Regions from separate parts of the Sus scrofa genome. Here all the other regions are linked to region 1. Evidence: chromatin contacts called from public Hi-C and HiChIP or PLAC-seq data. All regions are on one chromosome and are shown on one strand. The core of a region is the stretch at or near the end of the contact, and the rest is flanking DNA. Distances in the headings are between cores, read along the strand shown.

The links. A called contact is a pair of places that touch in the nucleus more often than the background predicts. HiChIP or PLAC-seq counts read pairs in DNA pulled down with a chosen protein or histone mark.
Region 2: a contact with region 1 is called in an H3K27ac HiChIP or PLAC-seq map of skeletal muscle. The contact joins the promoter of COPS4 here to the promoter of COQ2 in region 1. A contact is called at or near these places in 6 of 47 Hi-C or Micro-C datasets (fibroblasts, liver, omental adipose tissue and 2 more) and 2 of 2 datasets of contacts at active chromatin or transcription factors (alveolar macrophages and skeletal muscle).
Region 3: an H3K27ac HiChIP or PLAC-seq map of skeletal muscle shows a contact between it and region 1. The contact joins the enhancer-like site here to the promoter of COQ2 in region 1. A contact is called at or near these places in 22 of 47 Hi-C or Micro-C datasets (adipose tissue, alveolar macrophages, blood and 12 more) and 2 of 2 datasets of contacts at active chromatin or transcription factors (alveolar macrophages and skeletal muscle).
Region 4: a contact with region 1 is called in a Hi-C map of omental adipose tissue, with 3 times the contacts expected there. The contact joins the enhancer-like site here to the promoter of COQ2 in region 1. A contact is called at or near these places in 1 of 5 promoter capture datasets (liver), 19 of 47 Hi-C or Micro-C datasets (alveolar macrophages, blood, embryonic fibroblasts and 11 more) and 2 of 2 datasets of contacts at active chromatin or transcription factors (alveolar macrophages and skeletal muscle).

Annotation. Positions count from the first base shown.
Region 1 is chr8:135,128,760-135,132,310 of Sscrofa11.1, reverse strand. It overlaps COQ2 (4-hydroxybenzoate polyprenyltransferase, mitochondrial), which reads right to left and starts at 1,825. Exons shown (of 7, transcript XM_003129357.5): 1 at 1,555-1,825. The coding sequence starts at 1,807. LOC102167078 (a long non-coding RNA gene) reads left to right here and starts at 1,873. Exons shown (of 8, transcript XR_001304089.2): 1 at 1,873-2,002.
Region 2 is chr8:135,312,675-135,316,225 of Sscrofa11.1, reverse strand. COPS4 (COP9 signalosome subunit 4) reads left to right here and starts at 1,882. Exons shown (of 10, transcript NM_001105304.1): 1 at 1,882-2,007. The coding sequence starts at 1,934.
Region 3 is chr8:135,289,252-135,292,802 of Sscrofa11.1, reverse strand. It overlaps COPS4 (COP9 signalosome subunit 4), which reads left to right. Exons shown (of 10, transcript NM_001105304.1): 7 at 1,798-1,968. LOC110262195 (a long non-coding RNA gene) reads right to left here. Exons shown (of 2, transcript XR_002346887.1): 2 at 1,830-2,067. Among named protein-coding and RNA genes, the nearest start is that of COPS4, 23 kb to the left of the region's middle. Within about 2 kb of position 2,017, at least 3 of the 83 cell types and tissues checked have an H3K27ac peak or open chromatin away from gene starts, as enhancers often do. A contact at or near this core is called in skeletal muscle, where this site is marked.
Region 4 is chr8:135,266,741-135,270,291 of Sscrofa11.1, reverse strand. It overlaps PLAC8 (placenta-specific gene 8 protein), which reads right to left. Exons shown (of 5, transcript XM_003129352.4): 3 at 1,705-1,829. Among named protein-coding and RNA genes, the nearest start is that of PLAC8, 18 kb to the right of the region's middle. Within about 2 kb of position 2,026, at least 7 of the 83 cell types and tissues checked have an H3K27ac peak or open chromatin away from gene starts, as enhancers often do. A contact at or near this core is called in omental adipose tissue, where this site is marked.

The sequences.
Region 1 (3,551 bases), core at 576-3,075:
CCTTTATTGTTGCTAATTAAGTGGTGGGAGGGTCTAGCCCCTTAAGGGAGAAGCCAGAGATTTAAGGAAACGGTGATCTTGGATCCCTGCAGGCCTACACCACAGCTCTGCCACACGGATCCCAAGAACAGAAGAGGCTCCAGATCAGAACGGCACTTGGAAATTCATGCTATCTACTTGTTATCTCTCCCCAAAATTGAAAGGGGTCGTGATGGCAAGACTGTGCCTATTGTTTAGCTTTTATACGCTTTAAAAAATTGGCTTTTATGCTTTAATTGCTGACTGTTATAAATTCTTAGCGCTCTGATCCCAAGTTGGCAGTGCATAAAGCTAGAACACCAAAACCAAGGCCTAATTTGGGGTCTTGGCTGGGCAAAGGTGGAGCGACTTTATCTAGGCATTTGGATGTATTTCAACTCACTGCAACGTAAATGCCATCATCCAGATCACCTGGAGTTCAGCCTCTACCCTCCCTACCAACTGTCTGTCCATCCTTCTTCAGTCCAGCTCTTATCTGGCCTTGACTCCCACTATATCCTCTGCCCACCTGCGGTTCCACATCAGCTTGTATCCTTAGCGTTCCAACACTCCACCCTTGGGTCTTGGCAAAAATATTTCCCTCACCAATTAAGAGCTCTTTCCTTCTCTACAAAATCTACTTGTCCTGAGGTGCACATTCTACTTGATTTTTTTTTTCCAGCAATGGAGAATCACAATAATTACTCTTTTCCCTGCTGCATCTCTTATCTGTATCACTTATATTTGATCCCATACTTTCCCACCTCACCCAATACTTTGTCTTTTTTAACTAGACCGGGGGTTCTTTGAAAATGCAGCGTTTCCATCGCTTTTTCTAAACCCAAGGCTAAGCGATGTTGAAGGAACTAATTCATTCAGTGCTACTGCCAGGCTCTGTTCTAGACACTAGTTATAAATGTACCATATAAGGGAGGCTTATTCTGTAGTGGACACATTTATCAAACAATAAATGCGTGAGGTTACTTAGTGGCCAGTGCTAAGAAGAAAAACGGGAGGGTACAAAGATAGAGGGAGGTGATATTCTACATGGGAAGATCAGGGAAACCCTCCCTTAAGAGGAGATGGTGAACTAGTAAGTAGTCCCTAAGTGCTGTACCCGCTGCATTTGAATGAATTAAATCTTCGTGGCGCAGGCAGAGTACTAAAACACTCAGCATCCAAAAAGCCCGCTCTGCCAAAAAGCCCTAGTTGCCTCAGCGTCTTTATCATCTCAAACACTTGCTCGGGAGCCTCACTGGATCCTGGGAAGAATGAACCACAACGAATGTGGAAGCGCTTCCATTCTGGAAATCCGCGCAGACGCAGGGATACGGGCACGGAATTTCCGCGCGACTCACCACGTGAACTAGGCTTTGTGATAAGCGAATTTTTTGCTTAGGACTCAGAGGGGCGTGGAAGCCGCCTGGTCGCTTGGGAGCTCGCCCCGTTCGGGTGTCTTGGGGGTAGTCGGCTTCCGGGAGTCACTCCCACTGCGGCGCCGGCAGCGCCCGGCCCGCCGCGCGCGTCCGCACTCACCTATGGGCTTGTCCAACCGCATGAGGCGCAGGTAGGGCTGCAGCGGGCGGGGCGCCGCGTTCACGACTGCCGCCGCCGACAGACTCCGCCGCCGCCCGCGCGGCTCGCGCCCGGCCGAGGGCTGCCGGCCCCACGCGTGGAGGCCGCCGGCCGCGCGCGCCAAGGCCAGCGAGCGGCCACGCCAACCCCACAGCCACGCCTGCGTCCTGGCCCGCAACGCCCGCGCGAGCCCCGCGCCGCCCGCGCCTAGCATGGCGCTCGGGAGAGCTCCGGCGCGCTGGCCTGACGTCACTCCCGCGCGTCCGCGTCCCCGCAGGCATGCGCGGTGGCGTCCGCCGGCGGGACCGTCCGTGCCTGTCCAGTCCCGGCGGCTGGGTGGCGCGAGCTTTTTGAGTAAGGTGAAGTGGAAATTATCGTGGTCACCTTGCCCTGTGAGGGGGTTCTTCAGGTAAAGAAATTCCTGTCATCAAAATGTGTAATAGAACAAAACCTCCTGCTGAACCCAGTATTCGCAGTCAGGCGTTACATTTGCAAAGCTTGAAAGAGCACGAAGAGGCCAAACCAAGAATGTAAATTAAAACCCTGCTGAGGTGAGGGTCGTTCATTATGCAAGTGAAAATCTTAAATTTGGTAATCATTTCAAAGGGGTTAGTGTAATCCAGAGGCAGCGAGTGTGTGGGATGCCAAGAGACTGCAGCGAGAACATTTGGTTTGAGCTGCATGATCATAGCCAGCTATTGGGCAGCGCGGGGTGCCAGGCACTGTTACAGGCACTGTATATGTATTGTCCCATTTAACCACTTAGTGAGTGACCGTGGTCAAGTTGCTCATTGGAATTCTTATATTCTAGGGAATGGTTTTTTTTTTTTTTTTTTTTTTTTGTATAGAGGCTTTAAGTGGCTTCCTTTGAAACCTGAACAGTGATTCTGTGATATCTTGAGTCTCCAGTGGTGGTGTTAAGGGGGTGGCCCTTAATAAATTTACAAAACTCACAATTTGTTCAATTGAAGACAGATTTCAAGACACTGGGAAATTTTATTACATAATTGTAAAGGAAAAAACACACTTCCTCCTGTGTGTGTTTACTCTCAATACTACAACACTGCTTGACTTGAGACCCCAGATGTATGTGTTTTCCACACATCAAGCAATTCTGCAATACCTGAGTGTCCTATAATTTTACATAGTTCTGGCACTATCCATCTGGAGTTTGCATCAGATTTCTGCAGGTTGCTGGCTCAGTCCTGGAAGACTGCCCCTCCCCCCAAAGTCAAAAGTCCAGGTTGTTACTTCCGCGTCTGACCTACCTCTGTTGGGGAGGAAAAAAGTTTTCCTCTGCCCTTCTAGTTTCTTCTGGCTGGTCTCAAAAATAATTGCAGACAGATTGAGAGGAGAAAGTAAAGTTTCATTACATATGTATAGGGATTCCAAATATGAGAACACTCAAAGGTAAAAATGCATTATATATGGCCTTCTGGACTAAGGAGAAGGGGGAAGGGGTTTGGGACTTCAAAGAGATAGAAGACCATTCACAGAAAGAATGAAAGGAGCAAACGTTTGGTAAACAAATGTTTGCTGGGCTAAACAGAAACAGTAGGACACAGAGAATCTTAACAAATAGATTCTGCTAGGTTTTTCGCCCTGTCTATCAGGGAGGTGGAAAGTTCTAAAGTGTCACACTAGCTCACACTGTACTGTGGTTTTAAATGTTGATAGCTCCTTTCCTGGAACATGTCCTCTTTCTTAAATGTTTTAGGCAGTTGGAGAGGGAAGGAGGTTAAAGCTCTTCCTGACCCATTTGTTTCTTAAAAAACAACCAGCCTAAAATAGAACCCATGCCAAAGAGGCACATTTGAGGGTGACTCTCCCATACACTGGCTCCCATACACTGGCTATAGATGGGAGGTTCCCAAGACCCCTTCTTTAGTTTTGGTGAATGTGCTAGAGGGATTGACAGAACTTAGGAAAACATTGTACTTACCAAATCACCAGTTTAT
Region 2 (3,551 bases), core at 633-3,132, 180 kb before region 1:
ATTCTAGATTTTAAGCTGATAGAGAAACTGGGAAATTCAACTCTCTTCTTTAGGGCGAGTGTTCTACTCTAAGGAGAATGGTCAGAAGGACAGATGGTAGTAGAGACTGGTGATTGTCCCTTTAAAACCATCTTTTCCTTTTTGCTGGGCAAAAACAAACTAAATTTCCAGTCTCATTGTTGCCAGGCATGGTGATTGACTAAGTTTTTTTTTTTCTTTTCTTCTTTTTGCTTTTTTTAGGGCCACATCTGCTGGCACATGGAAATTCCCAGGCTAGGGGTTGAATCGGAGCTGTAGCCACAGCAACTCGGGATCCAAGCGGCATCTGTGACCTACACCACAGCTCAAGGCAAGGCCAAATCCTTAACCCACTGAGTGAGGCCAGGAATAGAACCTGCATCCTTATGGATACTAGTTTGGTTCACTACCTCTGAGCCATGACAGGAACTCCGTGATTTGCCTAAGTTCTTAACAATGGAGTGGGTTCTGAATGGATGTGGGTAATCTCATTACTTTCTCAAAGGATTTCTTTGTTCTGGTCTTTTGTGTGTGTGTTTTTGCCTCTTCTAGGACCGCAGGTGGGCATATGGAGGTTCCCAGGCTAGGAGTCAAGCCACAGCAACATGGAATCTGAGCCGAATCTGCAACCTACATCACAGCTCATGGCGACGCCAGATTCCTAACCCACTGAGCGAGGCCAAGGATCGAACCCACAACCTCATGGTTCCTAGTTGGATTCGTTAGCCACTGAGCCATGACGGGAACTCCTATTCTGGTCTTCTTTTCTTTCCCCTTCCCCAAAGAGGGAATATGCTAGTTTTCACATATAGAGTGCAGAAATTCAAAAGTTTAACATCCTGTGTTGGCAAGTCTGAGGAAATTTGCACCCCTATGATATTGCTGCTTGGAAGGCAAAATGGTACCATTCCTATAAAATGCAATTTGGCAACATCTATCACAACTGTAAGTACGTCGACCCTTCAGCTCTCTTCTCGGAATGTATTCTACATGTACACGTACAAAATGAGGTACGAACAAGGTTATTCACTGCAGCACTGGCGATTAATTAAAAACAACTCGAGTGTCTAGCTATACAGATTCAATAAACCAGGGTGTCCCTTATGATATGTAATACTCTCCAGCTCTAAAAAAAGAATGAAGCAGGTATGCGGACTTGCATCTTCAAGAATAGTGAAAAAAGCAAGAGCAGAATAATGATATGGTGTATTATCTTTTGTGAAAGCTAGAAAGGATAGACAAAAATTTACATTTATTTGCTTGTATTTGCAGACAGAAATTGTATAAAGATACAGGGATAATAAATACAATTACATATCAAGGTAGGGTGATCATATAATTTGTTATCCAAATGGAACAGTTTACAGAGTAAATAATTACTCCTGTCCTGGACAAACTGGGATGTATGCTCAACCTATATAAAGTGTGAAGAGTGGAAACAGGGATGGGCGCACATTTTACTGTACTTGACAAAAGTACTGGTCTGTGGTGAACTGTACACAAAAACCAACTCGTTCTTTATTATGAGTAGTTCAGGTGCCGCCTTGAAGAACAAGGAACGGTAAAGCAAGACGAGAGCCACGGAACTTGAAGATGGAGTGGTTTTGCGTATCGGACACTTACAGGAGGTGCACAGGCGACTCCGCCCCTTGGGGTTCACCCGCCAATCCCAAGTGGGAGCGTGCGAGCCGGAGTCGGCGGGAGACGCCTGGGCGGGCTTAGGATCTGAGCAGTGGAGCTTCGCGTCACTCAACGCTGGGGGCGGGCCTAACGCAGGCTCCCGACCTCGGCGCTCTGGCCCACACAGGCGCTACTCTGTGGCCTCTCGGGTTCCCTCTGGCCGGACTCTGGAGGACTAGACTCGTTTCCCTTTGGCCGCGAGAGGCCCCGCAGCCTCCGCTGAGCTCGGAGGAAGATGGCGGCAGCCGTGCGGCAGGATTTGGCCCAGCTCATGAATTCGAGCGGCTCTCATAAAGATCTGGCGGGCAAGTGAGTATTTCCCAGGGGCCTGGAAGGTGGGGAGGGAAGCCAGAGACTTGTTTTCCTTGGATTTATGGCGGCTTTCAGCTGTGAAGCTGGGAGTGGGCCCGATGACCAAGGGGGCGGGCCTGAGGCCGGTTGTGGAGGCAGCTGCCGGGAGCCGCGGAAAACGGGAGAGGACCTTGTGCAGGGAGCCCGGGGGGTTGTCGATCTGGGGCGACTCTTCGCGTACTCAGTCCCAAGGGCATCCCTTCTGGTCCCAAGATTCTAGAAGCGCGGGCTGTGGGACCTTCCTCCCGTGGCCTTCACGCCTCGCCTGGTGCCCCTTCCCCTCGCTGGCCGGCCTCGCACCCCGCATTCTGGCCTCTCTCTGCCCCGGCTCTCCCCTTTTTTCTTTTTGAGTGAGGGAAGTTGATAGTCTGGGTCCTTGGTGCAGAGCCTTCCGGGGAGATGTCTTCTTGCGGCTGACGGGGGCTGTGGAGTTATGGCCGCTCTCACGCCGTCCAGAACCACTAAACCATCTTGTGTGGGTTCTTGTGTTGTGGGTTCTCTCGCTCCGCCAGCAACTCTGAAGAAGGGCACGGAGGTGGAATGTCACCACGACGTGCGTCAGGATGTCTAGAGTGGTGGTGTTTCCAGGATTCAAGATTGTTTAGGAAGTTCGTCGGAATTTATGCGGAGGGCTTAGGTCCACTGCAAGTTAAAATGTGTGATGTGTGCCTGCCCTGCAAGCCGTTATTCAACAGTGTTAATTATGGATGGATGGATGGATGGATGGATGGATAAAGTTGTCTTGTTTTCTCTTTGTAGGTTTCGCGGCGCTGTTCTTTTGTAATGAACATGCATTCTGCTTAAAGCGTGTTTCTCAAGCTGACAGCTGAGATCGCTTTGATCCGTATTCATAGGATGCACCTGCTCTAACCTGGCTATTGAAGCCTTGACTTTGTTTTACGTAGGTTGTAATGCTTTTGCCTGGTGGTAAATGTAATCTACTTTTATGAGTGGGAAATTTAGCTCTGCGCCTTGGGATTAACTACTTTCTGCCGCAGTTTCCGTCTCAGGAAAATGGGCTGCTTCTGTCTGAGGACAAAATGAGTATATGTGTGTGTGTGCACTTATGTCACTCGTAAATCGCGTAGACCAGGACCTGAGGTTTCGAGCCACAGGATTGCCATCGCTACTGTTGTTATTATCATTATTAAGCAGTTCTTAAATATATATGGACTTATTTCCTGGGTTGGAAATAAGTTGAATATGTCTCATGGCTCAGTCCTTTCTGCATGTAATTTTAATAGAGTCATTTTTGTTTTTTCACATTTTTAAAAAGTTTTATTGAAGTGTAGTTGATTTACAAGATTGCAGTCATCTCTGCTGTGCATCTGGATAGATTTGGATGCAAGTAAAACTAGCTTATGTTTGTTTCCGTGCCTGCTTTCCTTTTTGTTTTGTTGAAGAAAAATAAGTGCATTCTTTATCAGAAGAGATACACTTTTTATGTATTTGCAGAATTCTGAAACTTAAGCTAAGCATTTAACTTCCTTCAGTTTGAATTG
Region 3 (3,551 bases), core at 768-3,267, 160 kb before region 1:
ACTGAGTTATGTTGAGCTTTCAGATATTGTGGTACTTTATTATACAATACACAGAAATTACATTTGAATATATTGCCACTGGTCTCATCAGAAAAGCTGTCAAGCTCATAGTGGCAGATAAAAGTTTTCAAAAATTCTGTTTTCTTTCTTTAAAACTCAAATTTTATTGGAGCAGCAAATGCTTTTGGTTGGTAGTAACAGGCTCACTCTGTGCATTTTAAAGAAAATATCAGAGGGCCCTCCATGGTTCAGCGGAAGCAAGTTTGAGTAGTGTCCGCGAGGACGCAGCGTCGCTCCCTGGCCTCACTCAGTGGGTTTTGTCTTTGTGAATAATTCCTGGGGTGCTGCTTTGACACCACCACAATCCTGTTCCTCAGATTCCTTTCACATATTCCTTTCTGGAGTTTAATACTTATTAGTAACCCTTGTCTGGATTAGCCATTGTATGTGTGATATAAAATGGACATGATAACTGGTGAATTACCAATTCTTCTGCATTAATTAGCTATGGTTCTTCAAGAACTTTATTTCCCTTTTCCTCCTTTCTTCTTTTCAAATATCATTGGATTTTTTCCTGCTTATTTTTCTGTGTGTATAGTGTACAGAAGACTGTACATATCAAAAGTTTACAATTTGATAAATTGTCACAAACAATGTAATCAGTGTTCAGAACAAGAAACAAAATATTGCCAGCACCCTGAAAGCTCCTGCCCTGCTTTCTCCTAACCATTAGCCCCCAAACCACCCTCCTTCCTCTAGGAGCAGGCCTTAGTATATGTTAGTTTTTCATGCTTCTTATATTTACATAAATTAAATCATAGAGTACATATACTCTTGTTTCTTTTGCTCAATATTATGAAATTTATCCATATTGTTACATAATTTCTTCATTTTCACTGTTACATGTATCCTACCTATTACGTGAACATCCCCCACAATTTGTTTGTTCTTGTTGCCTTCTGGTAGTTTCCTGTTGGCTATTGGTGATGGCACTGCTATGAACATTCTTGGATGTTTGACTCAGTTTGTTTGTTTGTTTTTAATTTTTCGTCTTGGAACCAGTCCCTGTTGGACTGTGTCATCGTCTTCACAAATGAATGTGCAGTTGATCCCTGTCATTAGCAGATTCTGTATTTGCGGATTTGCCTACTTACTAAAATTTGTCACCCCAAGTTGACACTCTAGATGCTTTTACAGTCATTTGCAGATGTGTGCAGAGCACAAAAAAATTTGAGTCTCTCTGTATATTTTCCCAGCTGGGGCTGAACAAGGCAATGATCTGCCTTGTTTCAGCTCTCAAACAAGTATCCTTTTTGTGGTCTATTTAATACCACGTGTGTTATATTTTCATGCATTTTGTTGATGATTTTGCTATCTGAAATGGCCCCTCAGCATCGTGCTGAAGAACTGTCTTGTGTCCTTGGGTGTGAGAAGTCTGCGACGTTCCTTATGGAGGAAATACGTCTTACGTTAGATAAGCTTCAGTCAGGCGTGAGTTACAGCGTAGGCCATGAGTTCGATGTTATGAATTAACAGTATGTGTTAAATAAGGCGCCTTTGAACAGAAATACACAGATTTCGTGACCAGAGGCTCATAGGAACCTGACCCTTTCTTTCCTCCAGGAGCAGCAGTTGAATTTTCACGGACTCAGTGCCGGCAGTAATTTTATGGACCATTCCAGTACACATAAGAATAAACTGTATATTTTAGGAGGCAAAAATGGAGTCGTAAGAAAGGTTGTTTTTCATTGAAAAAATAGATTGTGGGCGTATTTGATGCTTATTTATTTCCCTTAGGACAGCAGCGTTCTCGGATGCTGGCTACTCTCTTTAAGGATGAAAGGTGCCAGCAACTTGCTGCTTATGGGATCTTAGAGAAGATGTACCTGGATAGGATCATCAGAGGAAATCAGCTTCAAGAATTTGCTGCCATGCTGATGCCGCACCAGAAGGCGACCACGGCGGACGGTAATGCTCGCGTCTTCTAAGCGTGTGGTGGTTAGTTGGTAGAGGCCACTGGTGGAATGTGCGCGACGTTTGAAGCCCCTTGATGTCGTTCTGTAATACCTGATAACAAAGGAATAGTGTATTGACTGGAGGTGAATATCATACACAGATTTGCGTTTCAAGTATAAGAAGAGCCCTATTGGAAAGCATTTTGTGGAATAAAACATTTTTTGGAAACCTTAGGTAGAAGAATTATATTCTAGGCTTATAGTGCCTGGTTTTTTAAAAACTCAAACTATTAGATGAGTACCTTAATTAATCTTAAATGTCAGTTTGTAACAGAACATAATTATCCAGTCCTATTTTAGAGCAAAATTTGGCCCGGTAGCCTGCCCAGGGTTGCTTAGGGGAAAGTTTTTCCAGTAAGAATAGAACTTGGTGTCATGTTTCCTAGTATTTGCTTAGGTCAGATGCCTTTGCTGGGAAAGGATTTTTTGATAGATACTTGTTCATAACATCAGGTATTTTCATGTATGTTTATCTATGTTGAGATAAGCATAGCTACTTTAAAACTTTAGTGTACACAGCGGTAAAACACAGTGATAAACATACGGACGTGTAGGCTATCAGACACATGGAAAAAGTCGAGATAAACACGTAGCTCGGTCCAACTCATTGCCTTGGATTCACTGTCATCCTGTGTTGAAGAGCATCTAGCTGTGAAGAATTGTTTGTGTGAGATTTGGCTGAAAGGTGTAGATCTCACCAGTCTTACTGCCCTGAATTAAGCCAGATCTGTGAGGCAATTATATTGACCTCCTATTGAATTTCTTTCATTTAATTGTTCTTAAGAAGCAAATCTGTTAGTTATTATCTTTCTGTGCAACGGAGATATTTTTTCTACCCAATATTCTTTATGCGGCTCCTCAGGAGAATTCCTTTTCAGTCTTAGGATTAGTTGTTTGTTCACCTGAGCAATTGATTTCTATCTTATTCAAACCCTGTGAGTTGGCAAACTGATTGGTTGTTTTTTTAATTTGGTGGGCTGCTAGAAAGCTTGAAAAATTAACTTGAAGCAGCCCACTTGTTATGTGTGTGTTTTGATTGTTGCTATTCTTGTTTTTCACTTAAAGTTTTCTTGTCTTCTGTGTATTCTGAGCAGCTTTAAATTATTTTGCAAGAAGATGTCTGACAAACAAATTAAAAGCTAGGTAAATAAGTTTCCAAAATTGATATAGTTGAGCTTCAGATTTGACTTCGAACTTTCTGGCGATGAAGAAAAAGAAAATATATAATCAATCAGATAATTTTTTTCTAAAATGAGGGCTACTCACTAGGATCTCTAGAATGCAAATTTTTTCAGGTTTCTCTCGCAAGACAAATTGTGTCTATGTGTTTAGGACAGGTGTTTTGTTTTCTTCTTATTGCTTTCCTTATTTGTCATTCTTAGACATCTTTGTTTACTGTCGTTACAACCGCAGGCTGGCCATCTGGAGACATCGTGTTTTGGTGGTTGTTGCAAGCCGATGGCTTTTAGTATCTTCCCAGAGTTTTACAGTATTACTACTAATCTACTTTCTGCCCTATAGAGTTTATTGTTCTGG
Region 4 (3,551 bases), core at 777-3,276, 140 kb before region 1:
CTGCAAGCCCCAAACCTCCTATGTCTAGTTCTGTAACTATAGCCATAGCTAATCTAGATTCGTATGCCTTACAGGCATAGGAAGAAAACCGAGGGAGAAGGCTTGCCGCATTATGAATAAGTTTATCACTGAGTAGTGAAATCGATTGTAAATGGGTTGGATTTTCACTGTTTATTGTATACACTTCTGCGTTTGAATTTGCCATAAAATTACAGATATATGTATTATTTTTATAATTAAAAAACTAAGAACTGTTTTGAAATGAAAAGATAAAATCATTTCAGTGGAGTAAAATAAGTTCTAAAAGATTCAGCCTCTTCATTTGTTTCCTGTCTTGGTTAATTTTGTGGGTCCACCTGGCTAGGCCATACTCCCCAGATAGCCAATAAACACGATTGCAGATGTTTCTGTGAAGGTCAGATTTTATTTTATTTTATTTATGTATTTATTTATTTATGTTGTCTTTTTTAGGGCCGCACCCACGGCATATAGGGGTTCCCAGGCTAGGGGTCTAATCAGAGCTACAGCTGCCACAGCCACAGCAGTGCCAGATCCGAGCCGTGTCTGCGACTTACACCACAGCTCATGGCCATGCTGGGTCCTTAACCCACTGAGTGAGGCCAGGGATGGAACCCACAACCTCAGGGTTCCTAGTGGGATTCATTTCCGCTGTGTCACAATGGGAACTCTGTGTGAAGGTCAGATTTTAGATGAAATTAACACTTAAATCAGGAGACTGACTTACCTAAGTGTCCGTAATGTGGGTGGGCCTCATCTAATCAGTTGAAGGCTTTAATGGAGAAAGATTGACCTCTCCTGAGCAAGAAGGAATTCTGCAAGCAGGCCGTCTTTGGACTCTGCAACTCTTCCCAGCCTGTAGGCCTACCCTGCTTTTTGGACTTGCCAGGCCCACAGTCATGTGAACTGATTCCTTAAAATCTCTTGTTCTCTTTATATATCTGTATCATCTCTATCTCCTTTTGCTTCTGTTTCTGGAGAACACTGACTAATATCTTCTATTATGTAAAGTGGAGCTTTTGGCGTAATGGGATGTGCAGGTGTGGAAAGTTAGGGGTGAATACCGACCCCTCTATTACTAGGGCATATCTTTGCCTGACTTACTCTACCTTTAAAAACTTTAAAGTCCTTGGAAGTTCCCACTGTGGCTCAGTGGTAATGAGCCTGAATTGTATCCACCAGGGGGTGTGTTCCATCCCTGGCCTCGCTCAGTGGGTTAACGATCCAGCATTGCTGTGAGCTGTAGGTCACAGACGTGGCTCAGATCCTGCGTTGCTGTGGCTGGGTCGGGAGCTGTAGCTCTGATTCGACCCTTAACCTGGGAACCTCCATATACCGCAGGTGCAGCCCCGAAAAGCCCAAACTGAGCAAACCTGGAAAGTCCTCATCTGTCAGGTGTGGTGGACCTACCCGCTTTACAGGGATGGTGTAAGAGCAAGCCATGTACCGTGTGTAACGCTCCTGGGCGTGGCAGGTTCAATCCTCGTTCCCTGTGGGACCCCCACTGCAAACAGGAGAGTGGTTTTTCCTAGGGCCCCCTTGCTGCAGTGATGGAGCACAAGGTTGCACCTGCTGGGAAACTCCTCCCAGTCAAAGTCGGCTGATGGAGGCCATCAAATGGCCTCCCTGTTTGTAACAACTGTTTTGACCATGGCCGCGGGTGCCTCGGTGGGGTGCCAGACTCACCGGGATGCCGTAGCGAGTCCTGTAGAGGGTCCGCATTGCGACACTCGTTCCACACAGGCAGCATTCGTTCAGGTCAGATGCAACTTGAACCGCCAGGCACGAGAAGCAAAATATGCCACAGAGACCTGCGCACAGGAGGGCAGAGGCCGAAAGTTAGGGTGCCCAGATCCTGGGCCGTTCGCCTCGAAGGCTGCCCGCCGACGCCTCCCCACTGCTCTCGTTCAGCCAGCGGGGCATCAGCGGCTCCCGGAGCCCCACCCCGTCGTTTGGGGAAGGCCCGCTCCTTGGCACGTCTGTCTCCTTTTTGTCCTACTGCCTTCGTCTACGCATTGAATGACTCACTGAGACCCAGTCACGGTCCAGAGACGGGCCTCAGCCCCGACCGTGCCTCTGACTGCCGTCTGGGAGGGAAGCCACATCAGAGGAAAAATTTTCAATAGAAACCTGCTCAAGATGCCGTGGCCTCCCTCACAGAAATGGGCGCTCAACCCGCTGGGAAGGATGCTGCTTGATCTGAACACTGAAGGATGATTAGAAATTTATCGGGAGAGAAGAGGGGAAAGAGCCTCTTTGGGTGCCCTGGCAGCTCTCGGCACCTGCAGGTTTCCTTCAGCAAGGCTGGAGCCGGGGGAGAGATGGGGAGGAGGCTGGACCCCAGGCAGGCTGGAGACTGGGTGATGAGGAGGTCTGCCTGCTCAGAGAGGGCCATGGAGGTCCTGAGGGGCCTCGGAAACATTTCAAGAAGGGAGAAGGATTTGGTCACACTTGAGAAATCCTGTGTGAGTTCCCGTTGTGGCTCAGCGGGTTAAGAACCCGACATAGTGTCCATGAGGGTGTGGGTTCTTTCTCACCTCGCTCAGTGGGTTGAGGATCTGGCGTTGCCGTGGCCGTGGCATAGGCCTCAGCTGCAGCTTAGATCTGACCCTTGGCCCAGGGAACTTCCATATGCTGCAGGTGTGGCCATAAAAAGAAAATAAATAATAAATAAATAAAGGAAATCCTATATGTGGGATTTCCCTGGTGGCACAACAAGTTAAGGATCCAGAGTTGTCACTGCTGTGGCCCGGGTTTGATCCCTGGCCCGGGAACTTCCATGTGCTGCTCGTGGGGCCCACCTTTGCCCCCCCACAAAAAAAGTAAAAAATAAGTAAATACACAAATAAGAAAGAAATCCTGCTGAAGCTACCAGTTAAGCTTGTGTTAGAGCTTGTAATTCACTTACTTGAGTAAGGATACTAGGGGTTGGAGGATTCGCATGTTCCTGTTTAGGAGGTGTTGGTACCGTGGTCTCATTGTGCCTGTGATGTGCAAGTGTTGCGGTCATGTCCTGAGAACTGAGTCACCCCCCGACCCCGCGCCACCCAGGTCACCCAGGAAGACCCTGAGAGCAAATCAGCAGACGGAGTCACTCCCTTTCCCAGGTCACGCCTTCCCTCTCTGCTCTTCAGTGAAATTATTAACTCGATTCCTTGGCAATCCCACTGCCAAGGTAAAGGTTAAGACTTCCTCCCCCGTCTCAGAGCACGGTGTAGACAACACAGGCAAAAAAAAAACAAAACCCTTCTGAACAAAATTGTTTATTTTGTATTGTGTAGGTAGGTTTGTTTGTGTCTTGCTTGGTACTGAGAACTAAATAGCGACCTCTCTGGGAGTTCCCTTCACGGCTCCGCGCTTAACAAACCTGACTAGTATCCATAAGAATGCGGGTTCAATCCCTGGCCTCACTCAATGGGTTAAGGATCCGGTATTGCCATGGGCTGTGGTGTAGGCCAGCAGCTGCAGCTCTCACTTGACCCCTCGCCTGGGAACCTCCACATGCTTCAGGTGCAGCCCTAAAATGACAAAAG